2 separate regions of the Hordeum vulgare genome follow, and region 2 is linked to region 1. The links are chromatin contacts, called in public Hi-C maps. All regions are on one chromosome and are shown on one strand. The core of a region is the stretch at or near the end of the contact, and the rest is flanking DNA. Distances in the headings are between cores, read along the strand shown.

The links. A called contact is a pair of places that touch in the nucleus more often than the background predicts.
Region 2: a contact with region 1 is called in a Hi-C map of leaf, with 2.4 times the contacts expected there. The contact joins the promoter of LOC123426812 here to the promoter of LOC123426811 in region 1. A contact is called at or near these places in 3 of 6 Hi-C or Micro-C datasets (leaf and seedling).

Annotation. Positions count from the first base shown.
Region 1 is chr2H:492,851,057-492,856,911 of MorexV3_pseudomolecules_assembly, reverse strand. It overlaps LOC123426811 (calmodulin-binding protein 60 D-like), which reads left to right and starts at 2,316. Exons shown (of 10, transcript XM_045110711.1): 1 at 2,316-2,496; 2 at 2,602-2,769; 3 at 4,480-4,555; 4 at 4,651-4,721; 5 at 4,834-5,327; 6 at 5,409-5,569; 7 at 5,656-5,855. The coding sequence starts at 2,642.
Region 2 is chr2H:493,296,032-493,301,886 of MorexV3_pseudomolecules_assembly, reverse strand. It overlaps LOC123426812 (26S proteasome non-ATPase regulatory subunit 11 homolog), which reads right to left and starts at 2,187. Exons shown (of 2, transcript XM_045110712.1): 1 at 2,086-2,187; 2 at 1-361. The coding sequence starts at 352.

The DNA of each region.
Region 1 (5,855 bases), core at 1,067-3,566:
TTTTTCTTCTTCCTATTCGATAATTGTTTACAAATACACGAGCCTTTTTTTCAAATCAATGAACTTTTTTCAAAATCCATGAACTTTTCTTAATTTTGATGATTTTTTCAAATTGATTAACGTTTTCTACAAATCCAAGAGTTTTTTTTAATTTTATGAACTTTCTTTGCAATTTCAATGAAATTTTTTCAAATCGATGAACTTCTTTAAAAAATCATAAACTTTTTTTGAAAATCATGATTTTTTTAAATCCATGAACATTTTTGACACGATATTTTTGTTATTTTTTAAAAGCGATCGAGCGAACCCAGAGGAAATAAATGCGACTGATCTCGCTCTACATGGCCTGGCCACAAGGGTTGTCGTGGCGGAGCCATGGAGCTTCCCTAGCGCGTGAAACACCCAACAGGAGCTCGCGTGTTTGAACGCGTCCCACACGTTTAGTGGGACGGATTTTTAAGTCCAACGATAGATGCTTTAAGGCCAACTCCAATGCACGATCCTATACGGACGTTCGTTTTATTCGAATTTGTCCGTTTGGGCAGGGTAATGGGGCGACGTCCGATCGTTTTTGGATGTGTTGGTCATGCGTCCAATGCGTGGAGGCATCTGATCCGCATGTATACATTTTTTTGGCCGCTTTTTATTCTATTTCAAATACAATGTTTTGATGCATTGTAATGCATTCACCTATTCTCGGCTAGAAAAGGAAGACAAAAAAAAACAAGAACAACAGTTAGACATTTTAAAAGATATCCAACTTCCACAACTGCTCTTATTAGTTGGATTAATATCTTTTTTACGTCTTTATTGTTGATCCGCGGATTCTCAAGCTTACATGCTTCTGTCTTTTTTGATTCTAAAGAAATAGCCGTTGCTTCCTCTTTAGTCTCTTCTCTATTCTCATCTCTACCCTCAATTATAGCAAGGGATGCATGAACATCTATCAAATATCATGCTATCAACAAATCAATGTGTTCTTATTCCCAATACCAAAACTTGCATTTGTTAGCCTACACACAATTTAAGCGAACAATGAGCTACCAAAATTGCTCTGAATCCGGTGAACAACCAAATCAAAAGAAGCACATACCCCCATCTTTTTTGCACTTGAAGAACACCAATCAGGGATGTTCTCGTGTGGTAGAAACGCGACACACAATCTGCAGTGGGCAGTCGTGGCACTTTATGAGCGACAATGGCGAGCCGGCGAGTCGCTGGGCTAGAGCTGAGCCCGGACGATGACCGAGCATGTCTTTGCCAGCGAACCACCGATGAGATAGATCGAACGACTAGAGACGGACTCAATACCTGCATGCGGCGCGAAACGCTACCGAGGCTGTGTGGCCCGATATCCGGCCAGTCCATGGCAAAGCGGAATCACTGGCAGCCGGACGCGCCAAATCTGGCGGTTGGGTGTGCGAAATCCCGCCGCCGCAGATCTAGCGGATAGCCGCCGGCACAGGGGCAAGAGACGGGGGCAAGAGAGACACACATCCGACAGTCATGCTTTTGTCGGCCGGGCTGGATAGTGAGGCAACCGAGAATTTGGCGGCTGTGACTATGGCTGGGGGTCGAGGGATGGGGGCGACAGGAAGGGAGGGGACGGGGAGAAGAAAAATGGGCGACTATGTCCCCGATGGACGGGCCAGGGAAGGACAAGGTCACGTATCTCGTCCGTCCGCACGTGTTCATTTCAACGTAAATGCTATCAAAGACAAAAAATGATCAAAAAGGACATAAAACGGATAAATATTCATTTGTTCTCGCATGTTGAACCTTGTTTTGTGTCCGTTTACATCCAAAGACCGGTACCATTTGATATGTGCGTTGGAGTTGGGCTAAGAAGTGGACATACGGTCGCGCGCCCACAGACGATCTCAGCAGACTTGACTAATATCCATGGACCACGGTGGGCGATCTGTCACCTCAGCTGCGCCCCATCATCGACTACCCTATCGCACGTTGTAACCTAGTGCCCACTTGGCGACCCACTGTCAGCGAAGTTAAAACTAGTCATCAGCCCAACACATCGACCGACTGGCGGGCCATCTTGGCACTGTCAGTGACGAGTGCGGGTGAACACGGCAGTGCACATTTGCGTGCACAATCTTCATGGAGAAAAATAATGGCCGGGATAGCCGCCACGGCTCTGAGCACCCTCCGGTCTCCAACCTACCCACCACACCCACAGACAGGCGGTCCCGGTTGCCGATGCCCCACTTGTCATCCAGGTTACCTGACTGACGGCGCGCGCGGTTGTTGGCGCCTCGTACGCGAGCCAAAACGAGTAAACAAAGCAAAGGCAAAGGCGGGCGCCACCTCCACCCACGCCACACATAGATCTCTCTCTCTCTCTCTCCATCTCTTGCTTTGCCTCTAGTCGTCGCCCAGTCGCTGCCGCACTGCTCCGGCTCGAGCTCGACGCGGGAAGGAGCAGCCCGGGCCTTCTCCAACCCTCGTGCCGCTATCGTTTGCCAGTTACTAGTTGCTAAGGTTCGGCACCACGCCTCCTTGTCCTTGACTGCGATTCGAGGTGTTGATTTTTATGGAGTTTCGGGCCGGTTGTTTTTAATCCCCGAATTGTGGTGGTGGGCGCAGATCTGACCCACGGCGCCGGCAAGGTTGTGGCGCCGCGGAGATGCAGAGGCAGGGGCGCCACATGGAGCGGTCTGGCTCCAAGCGGGCGCTAGACCCTGGCGGCAGTGGCGGAGGCGGCGGCGACGACGAACGTGATCCTAAACGGCCGCGCGTCCCGGCCCTCGCCAGGTGAGTGTTGGAGACCTAACTTAATAGGTTTGTGACGGTGGCGCTTCCTAGGGGTTGGGTTAGCGATTTGCTGTAGTACTACTAGCTTAAACTCAGATATCATTAAGAGATGCTATCGCAATTAATGATTGGCCCAGTTCGTGTTCATACGGCTTTGGTTTTGTACTGACCTGTTTTAATGCTGAAATGTGTGCATTTGCTCTCAGCTGAAGGTGCTAAATCACTGTGTCTGCTCTTTAGACAGCTAAAATTGGGCAGTTAAAGAGAAAGTTCACTTTCACTTGAACGGACTAGTTAATGGAGAATAAGAGTTTCCTATCAAGAACGGGATTGAAACATAGTTTTTTGTGTGAGAAGTGAGAACATGTCCTGCATCGGCCATTTTAGTTGAAAGATTGTTTCAAAACATTTTATGAGCTCTGAAGTCTATTGTCATCCACAACAAGACATAGGCACATATAATCAGTCAATCAGTTCCTTGATTGGTATTGTTTAAGATTGCTATTCACCGGAATTTATTATAATATGTTTGTGATATATATTCACTGGACTAGGACTCAAGTTGATGTAATTTTTCCGATTTTAGTAAGATATTGATTATATCCTACGTTGAACGTTGAGTGAAATTCTTAATAGGCATCTGTCTCATCTGCTTCACCATATAATTCATTGACTACTTGAATTTGAATATCTATTTTCTAGGGTCCCGATATTCACCACACGTGTGACATATTAGACATCCGCCCACACACCATGTGTGGCGTACGCAGGAGGCAGCCCACACGGGTCGTGTGTGGGCGAACATTAGAACTGCCCACACGTGTGGGCGCAGCTACTTCGTGCCACACGCCCAACAAGTACTACTCATCCCCACCCCGCGCGTGTGGCACGAGGCAAATCTGCTCACACGTCCTGGCGTAGCTACGTTAGTTACCCGCGGGATGACACTTTAGTTACCCTCGGATGACAACTTTAGTTACCAGGATGGCAAATGTAGTTGTAAAAGCATGGCAACTCTCTCCGTTTTGGTTAACTATAGTTACCCGGGGATAGTTGCTATGTGTGTTTACCTAGTTGCCATGTGTGGTCCAACCATAGTTGCCATGTATGGTTAATCATAGTTGCCATGTGTTCACCTAGTTGCCATGTACGCGCAACTGCAGTTGCCATCTAGGAACGAACCATAGTTGACATGTGTGTTTACCTAGTTGCCACGTACGCGCAACTGCAGTTGCCATCTAGCAATGTACGAGCGTCGTATGGGCGAAGAGCAATTCGCCCACACGCGCGTGGACTAGGTGGTGACTGTGTGGGCAGAAACCGGTTCGCCCACACGACGCAGCTGGCAACCGCGCGCTGCGGGTTGTGTGGGCGAACTCTCCAACGCCCACACACATGATGATGCCTACGTGGCACTGAAATTCCAACAGATTCCTCTAGGATTCATGCAAAACAGATTCAACGTGGATCGACCGTGTGGGCGAAATGCAAACATGCGACACGTGTGGGCGTTATCATTTGGGATTTTCTAAAACCACATGACAACTATGTGACACATGCTTAATTTCATCTAAGAATTTTATATTGGTTAACCATTGCACAACAAATGGTATACGTAAATCTAAGGTTCTAAGGTGTGCATCCTTTGTTTATTTGAGGTTTATTATACCGTGCTTTGATAAACCTCTGCAACTTGTCCTTTTCTTTCAGTGTCATTGTAGAAGCTCTCAAGTTGGACAGTTTGCAGAAGCTTTGTTCATCCCTGGAGCCGATTCTCCGAAGAGTTGTGAGTTAAAGAACATGCGACATCTTTTATTAACTTGTTAATATACTCATCTGGCTGCTTTTATGATCAGTCGACACATGTTATTGCATTTGTAGGTCAGCGAAGAAGTAGAGCGTGCTTTAGCCAAATTGGGACCTGCAGCAGCACCTGCTAGAATTGAAGGAAGGTAAGATTATACAATTTGTTGTTGGTGATGCGCCATCTGAAAAGATGTAGATCTATATATTTCTGTAGTGGTATTTGGATCTGTTACTTAAGTCAAGCTTCATGTTAAACAGGACCTCTCCCAAAAGAATTGAGGGCCCCAATGGTAGTAACCTCCAGCTTCAGTTTCGGAGTAGGTTAGCACTCCCACTCTTTACTGGAGGAAAAGTGGAAGGCGAGCAGGGAGCATCAATACATGTTGTGCTGTTAGATGCAAACACTGGACATGTCGTCACTTCAGGACCCCAGTCATCTGCGAAACTGGATGTTCTTGTTCTCGAGGGTGATTTTAATAAAGAGAAGGACGAGGATTGGACTGAAGAAGAATTTGAGAGCCACATTGTGAAAGAACGTGAAGGGAAGAGGCCTCTTTTAAACGGTGATATCCATGTGACACTTAAAGAAGGCGTAGGGACCATAGGAGAGCTTATCTTCACTGACAATTCCAGCTGGATAAGGAGCAGAAAATTCAGACTTGGGATGAGAGTCTCTTCAGGATTTTGTGACGGAGTTCGTATCAAAGAGGCGAAGACAGAGGCTTTTACTGTGAAAGATCACAGAGGAGAATGTATGTTTCGGTGTTTTGTACTGATCTAGTGCCATTGTTAAACAATCTAAAATGTACTTATGTATTCCGTCTTTTTTGTAGTGTACAAGAAACATTACCCTCCTGCGCTTAAGGATGATGTTTGGAGACTGGAAAAGATTGGAAAGGACGGTGCATTCCACGGGAAACTAAACTCAAACGGAATCTATACAGTTGAACATTTTCTTCAACTTCTTGTTAAAGATCAACAGAAGTTAAGAAGTGTAAGTCGTACTATTTCTCGACTTTTGAGTTGTAAACCTTGCTAGTTCGTAGCAAAACATGAGCTTCTTCTATTGGCCTTTTGCAGATCCTTGGTACTGGCATGTCAAATAAGATGTGGGAAAGTCTTGTTGAACATGCAAAAACTTGTGTTCTGAGTGGCAAACATTATATATATTACTCGAAGGATACAGCAAGTGTTGGTGCAATATTCAATAACATATATGAGTTCACTGGTTTGATTGCTGATGATCAGTTTATTTCAACGGAAAATCTTACTGAAAACCA
Region 2 (5,855 bases), core at 938-3,437, 450 kb before region 1:
CTTTGCACAGCGAGATCTGGAGATCAGATGTTCCAGGAATCTTGGAGACAGCATCAATGATTCCACGGACAATTTTTGCAGTCTTGGCCTTGGGAATCAGTGAGAAAAATGGCCTGAGCTGGGTCAAAAGGTTTCGCAGCTCCTCAGCTCGGTTCTCTTGAGTGAGGTAATTTGTAAGGTTGGTAATTGCAAGTTCTTTTGCTCTCAGTGCATCTGCAGAAGAAGACGGGTCTTGAATCACACGGTAAAGGATCGATATTGACTCTGAAGCATCCTTAGCCTCCTGGGCCATTGCAATTGACTCAGTGGTAGCAGGAAGGTATGATGAGTCCATTGAAGAAGACATGACCATACGCTGAACCTGACAGTAAAATAAACATAAGTTACTTAGTGTTATACTCCCTCCGTTCCTAAATATAAGTCTTTTTAGAGATTCAACTACGGACTACATACGGAGCAAAATGAGTGAATCTACACTCTAATGTATGTCTATATAAATCCATATGTAGTCCCTAGTGAAAGTCTAAAAAGACTTATATTTAGGAACGGAGGGAGTAGAATATTAGAATGAATCAGAATTTTCTAGAACAAAGGTATGGGGATGTCAAAGTAAGCAAGGCACTACCTAACACTAGGTGCAAGCATGAATTTCCTTATCGACGCCTCCAACTAATAAAGGAAAAGAGGATAACATATTGGCGTGCATGAACCTCGAATCAGTACTTATGCCTTCTTCAGAAGGCAAGAAACATATAGTTACCAATATTAGCGAGTTAGGTCTACATTATCTGGAATATCTAAGCAGGCAAATGATCTTGACATTTATAAATCCAGCCACATTACAACTGCATGTGGAGAAGACACTTAGGCCCCATTCGGAGTCCCTCCGCTCCACGGCTCTGCTCCCGGAGCAGACGGAGCTGTAGTTCAAATTCGTGGAGTGGCTGCACAGGTGTTCTGTAGATTCTTAAATTTTAAGGAGCTGGTGGATTACCGAACGAGTCCTCACTTTGCAGATTCATATAATAGCTCTAGTCAAAAGAAGGCAAGAAGCTACTACATGCAAAGCTCATTCACTTTTGTTTCAATTAAAGTTAGGTTGCAACCATGGTGTTTAGATCTGCAGGGTAATTCCCAGAGTGCAACACTGGGCAGAATCAATCGTCTCTCAACAGTGTCCCAAGATCTAACTGGACAAAGAATCAACTGGGGTGTTAAGTTGGAATAAATCAAGATTAATATGCTGCCCAATTCAGCATATCATGGTAAAACGCAGTGCTACCAATGCCTATTATTAAGAGCCTGTTTGGGACTGCTCTACTCCTTAAAATTCAACTCTGCTCCAGAAAAAACAAGCCAAACGGGGTAGCTCCACGATATGCTGCTCCACAAAAAAAAACTAGAATCTGGGGTACAACTTCAAAGTTTTTATGAAGCTCCCGAGAGGGTGCTCCAAAAAAGACTAGAAGCTGGAGTTGGGGGAAAATTACCCACCACTGCCACCACTAAGTGGATAGCCCTTCATTTCTTTCCCCTCAACCAATCAAATAGATTCTTTCCACCAAATTTTATATTCTTGAAGCTGGAGCTAGATGGAAGCCAAACATTCTCTTGATAGTGCTATAGCTTCTGTATGAAACTGCTCCAAAGTGAATTTGACGAAGTGAAGCTGATTTTGGTGAATTTAAGCAGTCCCAAACAGGCCCTAACTCAGTATACTTGACAACACCCTTCACCAAGCTAGGTCGTAACAATAATTCCTAAGCCTAATTAATTACCATGACCAGAATCCCTAAACCCTAATCCCAGAATAAACAGCCAAGACAGGGGAAAACCATGCTGCCCTTAGCGAGATCCAATTTCTTCACTCTAACAAAGTACACAGGCTTGCAGTACACGCTAGGTCGACCCCGCAGCTGATTTCTGCGGGGTACTACCGAGGACCACGCAGGCCGCAACAGTGAAATCCAGAACAAATTACCCAGCAAAACACAGATATGTATTTTTTGGCATCAGATTGCTAACGCGATGGGAAATCATATATTAAAACTCTTGGAGTAATCCAGGAAAGCTAGGGTTCGTTACCAAGAGAAGGAAGCGATCCGAGCACGGATGGATCTGTCCAGTAGCGCGGAGGAGGACGGCGACGAATGGAAGGGAGGGGGGGGGGGGGGGGGGTCCTTGGAGGTGGCCTGCCTCCGCGGAAGGAGACCAGGAGGCGTGTTCCGGCCTTCCGGGGGGAGAGCTCGGCGGTGCTGGCGTGAGAAATCTGGGGGTGACGAACGGGGAAGCCAGTCGAGCTAACCAAAGGAGAGGCTGCGGGAGTAATTTAGGACACTATAACCGCACACCACTTCCAAGCCCTCTCACGTCTTCATCATTTTTGACCGTCCGTTTACAGGATTGAAACGTTTTGGCCGTGGGATCACCCTCCCCCGCACGTTCTATTACGTGGGCCAGAAGTCCTAAGGGCTGCTACTCCGGCAGCCAAATCGAAGCGCTTTGGTAAACTGGGCCTTTTGTAGACCAAGGTCCATAAAAACGTAAAAGAGACAGACTGATCGAAGATCTCAAGAACGAAAATCCGCTCGACAGAGGAACGAGTCAGACAGAGCTCGAAGTCCTAAGGGCTACTACTCCGGTAGCCGAATCGGAGCGCTTTGCTAAGCTGGGCCTTTTGTAGTGGCCCGTTAGTTAAATGACCAAGGTCCATAAAAACGCAAAATAGGCAGACTGATCGACCGGCCGTAGATCTCAAAAAAGAAAATCCGCTCGACAGAGGAACGAGTCAGACAGAGCTCGACAGAGAAGACCGATTAGGTCGCTGCGAGAGGGAGAGAGAGAGAGGGGAGCGGATCCGTCGCATGCGAAATAGGGGGTGTCGATCGATTAGTCCCACTGTTTGGGGGCAAGGTGAACCGACGCGGACGAAGATGCAGACCGACGCCATGGCTGTTCGGCTGTGCGAAATTACTCCGTTGGAGATTGAAGGAAGCAATCATTCTTTAGTTTTCTCAACAGGCATTCACGGTGGTTGATGTGCCCACCTACGTGTATATATGATTTCTTCCCTACCACTCTTCACTCACCCTTTTCCCAGGTTCCCCTATATTTCTTTCTCATTCATGTATCGACCATCAAACAATATACAAGTGCTCTTCATACTGATTGTGGTCAATAAATTAGGGCAGACCTTGGAGACGGGCAAGGTAAGAGCAGGGAGGTGGCGGTGACTGACAATCACAACATCATATCATTTAGAGCAGGAAAAAGCAGGAGAGATTGTCGGGTTATGTTTTTAATTTAACTTCTCTTCATCAAATTATTTAGATGAGGTCGAAGAGAATCTTGAAGATCTGCATTCGTCACTCCAAAAGTTGTACCCTACTTGAATACTGATTCAGATTTTTTTATGTGCAAGGAATTGTTCTGCTCCATAGTTGAACAAGTTCTTGGTCCATGTTACAAGACATGCATGGAGAGAAATTTTGTTGTTGCCTTCTTCCCTTTTGTTCTTGCCTTCTTCTCAGTTTATTTCCAGATAACCCAACCATTCGTGTTGTAAATATGCGGTATCTCTTGGACTACATGGTTCTCTTATAAAGATAACTTTTATCCTGACCAACTAATTGCTTACAGTTGAAACTGCTATCGGTAGCAAATATCATTAGGTATCTTTGATGATCTAAACATTACACATCATGAAGTTGAGGTATATATGGCCTCGGTTTTTCATTTCCATATGTTAAGGTTGGGAATATGTGAGAACATATTTCCTCCAAACTAGTAAAGGAAAGTTCTTTCACACTTGCATATCGTTAAAACTATATTTGATCATGATTCATGAGGAGGTATGAATGATCGTACTAAACTTTTCCTCTTTGAACAGTACTTCTCACGATAGTAAACCAAATCACAAATTGCAGCTTATGACTTCAAAGAAAAAAATGAGCATCCATGACAACCGACCCAGGACATTCATAAGAGAAGCCAAGATAGCTAAAGGTGAGGTGTTTTTTTATGATTTCGCCATTTTGGGATATCATCCTAGGATGACATTGCAACTGCCTGTAGAGCTGCCTTGCAACCTTGTAGTATGGTTTTTGGTGTGGCTAAAACTACTAGCAGATTATAACATAAGTATGATCTTGGACTGATCTCACATTAGATATATTTACCGTGTTATATGCTTCATGCATTATCGTCCTAGAAACAATTGAAGTGAACATTTTGGTAATTCAAACAACTTTAGTTTATTGGCAATTCTTAGATTTAACTAAGCTTTACTTATTGAAGAAATGGATGATCGCACGTGCCAGCTTGCTCGACGACCACCACCAAAACTTGTCCACCAGGGGCGCTGCCTTCCAAGTCGGTGGTTGCCCTTCCGTGCTCCCCTCTGTGTTGGCCATGCCTTCCCGAGCAAGGATAGGTCCAAGCGAGCGCGGAGCCACCTCGCCTCTTCCCCCTGCCTCATTAAGGTACTATGTCTGAATGTATAAACTTTAACATATGTTGAGATCTTAGCCTTGATACACGTATAACCTTATGTTAGATCCATTCTAGGACTATGGAACTAGAGACAAATCAGACAATCAATACTCATCATTACGCCTCTCATTTTTTTGGATGTTAGTAGCATCTAACGGTATTATTTTTTTGTACATTATATACTATTTATGATTGTACTTTGTTCTTGTTCTATTTTATATTCCCTCCGTTTCAAAATAAGCGTCATTGATTTCGTACAAAGTGAACGACACTTATTTCACCTTGATTTTTAGTTATTCGATTCTACATCATTTAACACGTCATATCACAAAGTTGACAGAGAACATATATTCTGACCGACAACCCACGCTTTTCGATTTGCCCCGTTGTTCATCTACAAACTAGATCATTGATGGCGCGCGTTGTTGCGCCCCTCTATTTATACAATGAAATGATAGAAATTTTCATAAATTTATGACCACATGAAACATATTATATTAAATTTGCCTAAACATAGTCATACATTAGTCGCTAATCAAATGCAATCTCATATAAATACTCGATAAAGGCAAGATCATATACAAATTGGCTTGGATAACAACATACACAAAAATTTAGATAGTAAATACAACTAATCAGCACATATAATAGGCAATGAGAAATAGATTGTATATACATGAAGCATAAATAAAAATTGTCACATGCCTCTACCAAAAGGCCATCATGTTGGAAACAAATAATTATGTCAGCCTAATGCACCTCGCTATTTCTTGTGACGGGCTTCATATTCATAGGACAAGATTCCTAACAAGGATTAAATTAGTTAGAATATTAAATAATAATATACTTAATACTACTCTCTCTGTAAATTAATATAAGACGTGTTTTTGACACCGCCATGGACTCTAATAATGTCTTATAAAAATTTGCAGAGTAGGGTACCATACAAGCAGCAAGTGGGATATGTGGTAATCATATTTTTCATTTTTCTTTGCTAGTTTTGTTAAATTCACATGGTTAAGTACTAAATGTTTCCAGCCCTGGGACCCCCCAATCATTGCGCTAGAACCGAGTTGTTGCTCCATTGTTACCTTAGCATCCATCTGAAACTCAATAGATCGTACACATATAAGTCGTTCGATTTATAACATGAAATTTTTGAAATTAGAAATTAGAAATACATAAAGTGATTGGTTACCATAAATAATAATATCCTTCCTCCGTTCGGAAATACTTGTCACCACAATAAAAAGAAATTAATGTATCTAGAACTAAAATATGTCTAGAATCATCCATTCCTATGACAAGTAATACCGGACGGAGGGAGTATATAACAACTGATCGCATTCGGGTTTAGAACATCA